Linked DNA regions of Anas platyrhynchos: region 1 is linked to region 2. The links are chromatin contacts, called in public Hi-C maps. All regions are on one chromosome and are shown on one strand. The core of a region is the stretch at or near the end of the contact, and the rest is flanking DNA. Distances in the headings are between cores, read along the strand shown.

Region 1 (4,526 bases), core at 1,636-4,135, 230 kb before region 2:
TCAAACACCATCTTCCAGCCTGCCTCTGTTGTCCAAGCTTGTCATTGTGCCTGGAGCACCCACGCTCCTCTTCCTCACAGCTCTGCAGATAAACTCACTCACTCTCCTTGAATCTTGTTGAGGGGTACTAAACAAGAAATAAATGGGTGTATTTCTTCCTCAGTCTCATCTAGTTTGGGACCCAAATTCTGTAAACCTTGAATTTGCTGGTTCAGCAGCTTCCTGGAGCAGCAGGTTCCAGAAGTTCACTGCCAGCTGTATAAAGAGAAGTGCTTTCTTCTGCATGAAACTGAACTCTTTCTAGTTTCCACACGGGGCCCTTACTTCTCTAGTTGTGGGATTTGTTGAAAAATAGTTCTACATTCTTCTTCTACATTCTCATCTGCACTCTTGTGATCTTTTTTTTTTTTTTTTTTTTTTCAGAAGCCCAGCTGACTTGCTCCCAATAGATCAGATTAAAAAATATTCTGTATTAATGCTCACCACCAGTAAGAATTTCTTCATTTACTCAGTGATTTTGTTCCCTGTGATGATCTCTGCTGTCTTTCCAGGGATGGAAGTCAGACTTGTTAGCCTGATTATTTTATTTTTCCTAAGGATGCTCTTCAGGACCCCTTTCTTTGTAGGGAAAACCATGAATCCAATAAATACATATATGGGAGATTCTCAGTGTTCCCTTCTTCCAGCTTAGCAAGACAGAACCCTCACTTTATTCTCTCACTTTATGCAAAACTCCTGTCTCAACTGTGTCCTAGAACAAAATCTATCAAAAAATATTATTCTGTTATATTTTTCTTCCAGATGTGGGTTGGCAGTAGCGGAACATCCCAGGGCAAAACCAAAGGGAAGATCTACGTGGTCAGCACTGAGAAGAAGAGCGTGGAGAAGGAGTTGGTTGGGCACGCCGACACAGTAAAGGCGCTTTGCTCGGCAGAGGACAGATACGTGCTCAGTGGTGCTGGAAAGGAGGAAGGGAAAATCGCAATCTGGAAGGTCGAGTAGTTCAGCTTTCCAAAATATGGAAATGCAAATTCAGCGTGCCTGCCTGTGCTGGAAGAAGACCTCGGGCTTTGTTTACTGTAGCGTTTTGCATCTATTTCAACCAGCCGTCAGTGTTATTTTTGTATTTATTGAGTTATTTTTTGGAGCTACGTTGTTGTAGAAAATCAGACTAGAAGCGAATCTCACCTTGCACCTTGAATTGCACCTGCACGTTGGGTAAAGAAATGGAAATGTGAATAGCGGGGCCACGGGCTTTCAACTTCCCCTATTTTGGTGTGAAGGATCGGAGCTGGAGGCCGGACCCCGTGGTGTTGGCTGCACTGAGTGAGCCAAAGCTAGCGGAGGATCAGCTTGGTAATTCCACAGGGATGTTTTTTCAGCGATGCATGGATTACCTTAAAAACTCACAAAAAATGGCCTTACAGCCTGTAATAGCTGGAAATGTTCACAGGAGGGAAAAACACAAACAACACAGAACCCAGTCTCTCCAAAAAAAAAAAAAAAGCAACAAAACCCCAAACAAAACACCCAAATGTGTTAATTTGATTTATTGAGTTACTGTAAATGCCCAGTACCTTTCTGAACCAGCAGATTTAGGTGGGAGGGCCGTCTGCTACCGCTGTGCGTATATTTATGGTGCTGTTATTTAAAAGGTAGGTCCAGGCGGCCTCTCCCTGATGGCACTGAAAGCTTCCTGCTGGTAAAGCAAGATACTTGGGTAGTCTCCATAAGGTTTTACTTCTTAAACCTGTTCTTCCTGTAAAACCAATGCAGTTGATACTTGTAACACTTCATGCAACTGTTTTTTTTTCATTTTAAGCACTTAATACATGCAGCAGTTTATTATTAGTAGTTTATTCAAAGAAAGTATATCAGACTTCCTTTTGGAAGCAACCTTTTAGTTGCCTTGCAGACAAATCTCTGCCAGCCCTCTCTTCAGTCACCCTTTCTGTAAGCAGAGGAGCTGCTGTTATTTAATGGAGAACCTGCTTAGTTTAATGTAATTTTATTTAAGTTCTGCAAAGTCATCAAACTACTCCTTAATTACTGGAGTGGGCACCATCAGATTGCAGTCAAAGGGATTCTTTCAAGCAGCATTCCCTGATCTATTCCTGATTTTTTTTTTTTTCCCCATTGGTAACAAAATCATCTTCAAGTAAAACAAGAAATCTTTGCAGAATAATTTTATTTGTGTCAGTAGAGTGGAAGACAATATTTAAATTATTGTAAATAGAAGGAAAAAATGGGCTGCTACTTTTTTAACAAGTGTAAACTGAAACAGTGAAGTGTAAACTACTGTAGATGTACTTCATGTCATACTTCAGACTCTTTCGATGTACTGACAGTTTCATCATATGATGGCAAATGTAATTTTATCTTTTTAGTTTTTTTTTCAATTTAAGAATATTAAACACTATATTGATACTCTAGACTGTCTTTATGTCTTGTTCTTTCTCCTGCTTAACTTTTTTTTATAAGTATTTAAATTATTGATAAACCCGAAAGTGGTGCTGCACCCTGCCAGCCTGTGTTACAGCCAGCTGCTATTTTTGCTCTCACTTGCCCAGAGAGGCTTTGGCTCCTCTCTGCCTTCAGTTTAACACCAACTAATTGCCTTCTGGAGAGGACATGGAGACCTTCTGAGCTCTAGGACGCCCCTTTGAGGAGCGGAGCTGCAGCAGGGCCCTGTCTGAGCACACTCAGTGGCTCTTTAGCCCCGTGCTGGGGCTGCTCAGCTGTGCCGTGCAGCTTTCAGTTCACCTCTTCCGCCTCTTGGAAAGATTCCTTGTTTTTTTTTGGAAGCCGGCTGCGGTTCAGGGCTAACTTGTGGTCTGTTCCTTCCTGCAGTTGATGATTCAAGCCGAGGGATGGCAGCATCTGCTTCTAGAAGTAACCCACAGGAGCTGCAGCGATGGGAGCTCCGGCTGCGAGCAGGTCAGAGGCCGCGCTGGGGCCGATGAGGTGGGGAGCGCTGGGTGGAGGGGTCCCTGCAGGTCCCTGCCTTTCCCCAGCCCCAGCATTTGGCCCACTTTTTCCTGCTGCAGCCCCTTTAGGGCCAGGTCCAGCAGGGTCTCACACCCCATGAAAGCAGAGGAGAGGCAGCTGTGCAGGTGAAGGAGGGAGGAAGCTGTCCCCTGAGCTGCTTTGCTCTTGTAGCTCTCAATATTGGCCTTTGTTGGCTTCGCAGGTGGCTGCCACCCCTCGCCTCTGCCTGGGAATGCAAAGCTCTGAGAGCAAACAGCAAAAAAAAACAGGTGTGCACCTTGCCCAGGCTGCAGCACGTTGTTCCTCCATGGGTATTCCCTCCCTCAAACATCACAAAACATCACAAAAATACCCCCACCCCTACAAACAACACAGGAACGCGAGCCCCAAACTCTTACTGAAATGTTTATTAAGATCGAACTTCAGAACAACAGATCGGAACACAACGGCTCGTGAAGTAGAATAGCTCTAAATTGATTTTTTGTTGTTGTTGTTTTCTACGCGTAAATGAAAAAAAATAAATCGAGATTATACAAAAAGAACAGAAAGTGCAGAACACAATAAAACAGTTCTCATGCAACAAATCTTTTTTTTTTTGACCTTAAAACAGAAAATAAGCTCAACAGTGTAGAAATAAAAAACATACATACATTATGCCGTCTATGCACTCAAACATTCATCTGTGACATTACTTTTCTTTATCCCTTTTTCCTCATAAAACTTAACATTATGTGTTTAACACATGCTTATAAACATTGCTAAACTCAGCAAGAGCTATTATAGTGCCCCAACTTAATAAGTTGATAAAAAAGTAGTTGTCATATGGCCAGTTCACAAAGGAACTAAATATTCTCTTTTTATTTTTATTTTTTTTTCCGCTATGAGATGCCTATATGCAGCTTTGTATTAATATGAGGCATTTTAAAGAAGCTGGTCATTTGGCTACCAAAAGGGCTTAGTGTTCATGTTACATCCGAAAGAAAATCATCATCGGGAAGTGCCAATGTGGTAAGAGAGAAGTCTTCCTGGTTTTGGGGCTGTTTACTACAATTTGGCTATCGCTGAGGATTGAATAGGTGTGGGCAATGCCTGGCTGAGCAAGGCAATGCTCCTAGAGCTCCACCCACAACTCCGAAATTTCGGAAATGTCAGACAATTTCAGAACGTGGTAGAATATGTCAAAATGAACCCATGTCCGGGCTTTTCTGTAAAGCTTTAGCAGGTCGTAACTGTGCCAAAAGCCTTTAAATTTGAGAAGAAAAATGAATTTGAGAAGAAATTTGAAAACATTCTCTTTTTTTTGGGGTGTAAATGCTTGCCACTAAACTACTGTAATTTCGGTCAATGTCGGAGTGCCCGTGTTTCCCTGTGCGAGGCTGAAAGCCTGAGCCCCTTGGTTATTATGAAACACCCTTTCTAACTGGCCAGGCTGCTGAAACCAAAGAGGCTGCTGCAGCTCGCCTCTTGTTCTGGATGCAACATGAGAAACAGAAAACTTTGGGTAGCTCCCCTGGTTTTAAAATGACCACTTTTTCAAC
Region 2 (4,725 bases), core at 1,969-4,468:
TTTGTGCCATGCCTCAGAGATATAAATTCTGGGAGCCCTGCTTGCTCCAACAGCACTAATCAAACTGGGAACCTGGGCAGAGAGGGCTTTCAGGGGCTCCCACAGTGTCTGCTACTAAAACCAGCACCCGAATGTCTTTTTCTGTATGCAGACTGTGGTTTGACACAGGCAGCACTAGAATGATCTTTATTGCTCTTTTTTTTTTTTTTTTCTTTTTTCTTTATGTATTATTTTTTTTCCTGCAGCAAAGCTCTCACCGGGTCAGGAGCTGATACAAAAGCTGAAAATGCTGGCAGCTGTGGTGGCCAAGGGTGCTGGCTGCCTTCCCTTATCCTGTCTGCTGTCTTGCTTTCCCCTCAGATGAGTATTTCATAGGTGAAGCAGCTGACTGTAATGATTTTCATTCATTCCCCTGTTGCCCAGGAGGCTGCTTCCTGCTTGAAGACTGCCTTGTGCTAAATTCTGCCTGTTCACGGGACAGGAAGATGCTTTCTGCCCTGGAGAGCTCATAGCACGAGAAAAGAAACAGCGGATGGAAAAGCAGGTGTGATGGTGCCCAGCAGCACTGTGATGGGACCCTTCCACTCTCAACACTAAAGGCTCGAAGACCAGAAGCAACTCGAAAGTCCTCGCATTTGGTTTGTCTTTGGCTGTTTTGTTTTGAATCTTGTAGTTTCTAAATCAGTGTAAGGATTTCCCAGTGCCTGACTCATGACTTTGAAAACCTCAGGGCTGGTACAACTGAAAGGGTTCAAATGGCAGAGAAGCCACAAAGAGAGAACGAGCTGCCCTGTGAGGCGAACTCAGAATTGCGAAAAAAATTCTACTTTCTTCAAAAAACCACACCAGCAGCTTTATCAGGGAAAGGGAAACAATTGCAAAGAGCCTCCAGCCTCTTTGCAGACACCATGGGCTTTCCCATCTTATTTGGCTTCAGGACACAGTTTAAAACAATACCATCTCTACTCATATAACCGGGAGGGAGACTGTCGCACCAAGAGGGTTACATATATTTAAAATCCCTGGAGTAGGAGCTGAAAGCCCCATTTCTCCCTGGAGCAATCCCAAAAAAAGGGTCGGTTTCCTTCTCCAACACCTCTCCGCTCGCTGTGTGCGGTGTGGTGGTGGCGTGACAGCTCCCGCTGGTCCCCGAGATGAAGCTGGATGCACAGCCTAGAAGGCTGATGGCTCTTTGAGCCCATCAGCACAGGCATGTTGGCCAGGGGATGGGAATGATTTCATCCAGAAAGGGCCCTAGGTTACCTCACTCAGGCCAATTTTTTTGTGCAAAACCAAACCTGCGGGTGGTGTCTTTATTTTTAGCTTTGGAACCAAATTCTCTCCTTTTTCTCCCCCAGAGCAAGAGGCGAATCAGAACCCGACAGCTCCCGCTGTCTCCATTCCCCTGACCCTATGGAGAGTCATCCCATGTGCCCACCCAGGCATGAGAAATTCAGGGTGAGCATTTTCGGAAGGTTTCACACAGTCTTTGATGTCTCCTAGCCTGGGAAATCGGTTCCCCTCCTGCTTCCCAGCTTGGAAGGTCTCCCTGTGGTATCTGCAAGAGATAACGCTCCCTTTCACTGTCTGAGCTCTGGGCCAGCCTGACTGCTTGCCTCTCCTCTTTGGGGCTGCAGAAGGGACATTTCCCTCCAGATATTGCAGAAGGACCCTTTCAGAGAGGCTGCTCCGCCTGCAGAGCCAGGCAGTCCGAGCTGCTCCTCTCCATGCTCACAGAGATTGAGTTATGCCAGGCTTTGACCTAAGTGAAACTGCTGACGGTCACAGGGATTTGACTAATCTCCTTAGTTCGCTGTGAAATTTGCTATTCCTTTTAGGGAATAGATTTTTATTTTTTTTTAATGATTTTTTTTTCCCTTTGGGCTAACTCGCAATGTAAAAATAAACCGAAGCCCACGGTGGGAGATTAATTTCCTCCCGAACTCAGGAAGGGCAGGCAGTCAATGCAAGATCCTCCTGGCCCATCCCAGGAGGATGCTGCTCCTGGATTCATTCCTGGAGACAGCTGCTGTCCGACCTTGCCGTAAGACTTCCTTCCCCAGTGCTCTCCTCCTGGCCCTGCTGCAGCCCCCTGGGGTCTGAGTGCAGCCCATGGGCACAGCCCAAGCCTTTTCCTTCCCTCCTCACTCTGCTGTGCCTCAAATTCCTGTACAAGCAACACTTCTGGGGGTGGGAAGCTGAAATGATGAGATCCTTGTTTCTAGTCCTCTATGATCTATCTCCTAACGGAGAGGGAAACCTCATCTCCCCAGGGATCCAATTTCCAGGGGCTGAGGAATAATTCACCTCCATCCACGTGGCTTGTGGTGCTGTAGGATTCTCTAAGGGGATTTGGGTCCTTTTGGGGGGAAAAACGCACTCCCGTGGCTCTCCCCATCACTCCAGCTGCCACCAAGCTCCTGTCCTCTCTGCAGCACAGGAGGATTTGCACCACACTCGTGATACATCTTTTAATTAACCAGCATTACCCTGTCTTTCCTGGCTCTCCAATTCCTCCCATCCCAAATGACATTTTAGGGCAGATTCCTTATATATTATAAACTCCTCAAACACCCCCAAAACCAGCAGTGCATTGTGCCTTTACACCTGAAATACTGCAGAAACAGCAGAGCACCTTCCACGTGGAGCTTTGCACGTGGGTCTTTGTGACAAAGAAGCCTCTGTAGGCTCCCTGGTGCCTATAGCTGCTGCACAATGCTGGCATTTCTCAAATAATAAAGGACGGGTTGCTCACACAAATGCCAGAGCTGGGCTCCTTTTTGTTGGGCTCCAGGGGTTCCCGTTTCTAGACATTCCCATGAATTAAGCTGAGCAAGCTGGCAGGGGAGGAACGGTCTCTGAATGTTGGCATGAAAAGCCCAACCACAAATTCAACTGTCATTGTCCTCCTGCTTTGAAAGCTTTAAGCCCTTCAATTAAGGAGAAATGACAATACCCAGAGTGGGATTCCTTTGCTCTTCGTTTGGCACCTAAAAGTGAGATGTCTGACTTGAGATGAACTAGTCACCGTCGGCTCCCTTTATTTCTGATGCAGAGGAATAGGAAGAACCAGAGCGTGATTCAATCCTCAGCAGTATCCGAGAGAGGTCAGATGAATCACAGGCTATAAAAGAAACCGAAGTCGTGTGGCCAGGCATAAAAGACTGCGCTTTAGGTGCATAAACTTAACAGAGATGAATTCCTCTCCTGTGACTCAAGTGGTCGATCACACGATGCCGTGACAAGCTGACCATGCTGAGTAATGCTGCTCTGATTTCATGACTCGCCTTCATCCCTGACTCTTTTTCCTGCCAGTGTGAAGGTGCAGCACGGTGCTATTGACTCATTTCCTAGCTCTCTGTGGCCGGACTGTGCGAGGTATTATCTAGCTGGCCACCGAGCATGTGCTTGACTTCTGGAGGAGCAATTGTGGCCTTACCTCGTGCTTCCAACTTGCTGTCCTTCCTGTCCTCTGAGACAAAGCATCTTTGAATGAATGGAAGTGCTAAGGGGCAAAATAGCTCAGCCCTGTGATTCTGAGAGGTCATGATGTGATGCTTGGGAGCTCACGCTGACCGGGGAAGCTGGAGAAGAGGCCTTGTGAGAGGAGCAAGGAGGGGAATGGAGTAAGGATGAATCTGTGAATTTGAGTCCTTTCAAAGACAGAAATCATCTAGCACAAGGTAATGAGGAAATCCTAGAATCAGGGGAAACGGGGCTGAAAGGTAGACTTGGAGAGATTGTGTAATCTATCCCAGAAAAGGGTCTATTCTATTCTATTCTATTCTATTCTATTCTATTCTATTCTATTCTATTCTATTCTATTCTATTCTATTCTATTCTATTCTATTCTATTCTATTCTATTTCTATTTCTATTTCTATTTCTATTTCTATTTCTATTTCTATTTCTATTTCTATTTCTATTCTATTCCCAGTCATTGAAAGATAGATGATTTTTTTAGAAGGATGTAGAGACGCTCCTGCATTTTTCCTGATGCTTTGGATCCATGTCCAGTGGTTCACGTGGTTTATTGTGCAACGAGCAGCATTAACGCTGGGGAGTTTCTTCTCCCAGTGCATTACTAGAAGTTTTTTTGAAAGCTTTCCCTAGAATTCTCTGGCTAGGTTATCCCTAGAAATTTCCAGCTGGGAAATGGGACTAATAAGCAGTCGGGTCCTCCTCCTCTGAACCTCAAGGGCACATCATTGACGCCATGCTTCCCTAGGACCCTCCTTCACCAGTGGGAATCTGTTTCTTGTTCCCCGTGATATGTGACAGTTGTCTGAATTTGAGAGCTGAAATAGATGTGCCAGACCGTGACGGGGAAAAGCGCCTTGGGCAGGGCAGATGGGAGGGAGCCAGCAGGGAGCAGAGTCACAGGCCGGCTCGTGGCCATGTCTCTACCTTCCTTGTTTCTTTTAGCAGGCAGGGAAAGAGGGCTGTTGGCCAGGGCTGTGCTTCTTCTGAGCTGAGGACATGGAGAAACCATGCACATGCCCCTGGGGATGTACGTGCAGCTAAGACCAGTGTGCAGAGCGGGCACACGACGGTGCTTGCTGTAGAGGAGAGGGCAGCAGAGCCTGGCTGGGTGATGGCAGTGCTAGGTAGCATCATCAAGGATGAGAAGAGAGCTGTGAGACCAGAACTAACCCTGCCTGCTCAGAATTCACTGCTCAAATTCAGGTGTAATGCACTCAGCAAGCGGCCTCTGGGAGGACGGGGA

Evidence for each region. A called contact is a pair of places that touch in the nucleus more often than the background predicts.
Region 1: a contact with region 2 is called in a Hi-C map of F1 follicle, with 3 times the contacts expected there. The contact joins two enhancer-like sites. A contact is called at or near these places in 4 of 8 Hi-C or Micro-C datasets (F1 follicle, liver, skeletal muscle and 1 more).

Annotation. Positions count from the first base shown.
Region 1 is chr2:3,934,995-3,939,520 of IASCAAS_PekinDuck_T2T, reverse strand. It overlaps SLC45A4 (solute carrier family 45 member 4), which reads right to left. Exons shown (of 8, transcript XM_027452752.3): 8 at 3,381-4,526. It overlaps DENND3 (DENN domain containing 3), which reads left to right. Exons shown (of 23, transcript XM_027452749.3): 23 at 802-2,432. The coding sequence ends at 1,002. Among named protein-coding and RNA genes, the nearest start is that of DENND3, 33 kb to the left of the region's middle. Within about 2 kb of position 2,885, at least 4 of the 8 cell types and tissues checked have an H3K27ac peak or open chromatin away from gene starts, as enhancers often do.
Region 2 is chr2:3,706,859-3,711,583 of IASCAAS_PekinDuck_T2T, reverse strand. LOC101793942 (a long non-coding RNA gene) reads left to right here. Exons shown (of 4, transcript XR_217023.6): 3 at 424-638; 4 at 1,359-3,774. Among named protein-coding and RNA genes, the nearest start is that of PTP4A3, 8.8 kb to the left of the region's middle. Within about 2 kb of position 3,218, at least 2 of the 8 cell types and tissues checked have an H3K27ac peak or open chromatin away from gene starts, as enhancers often do.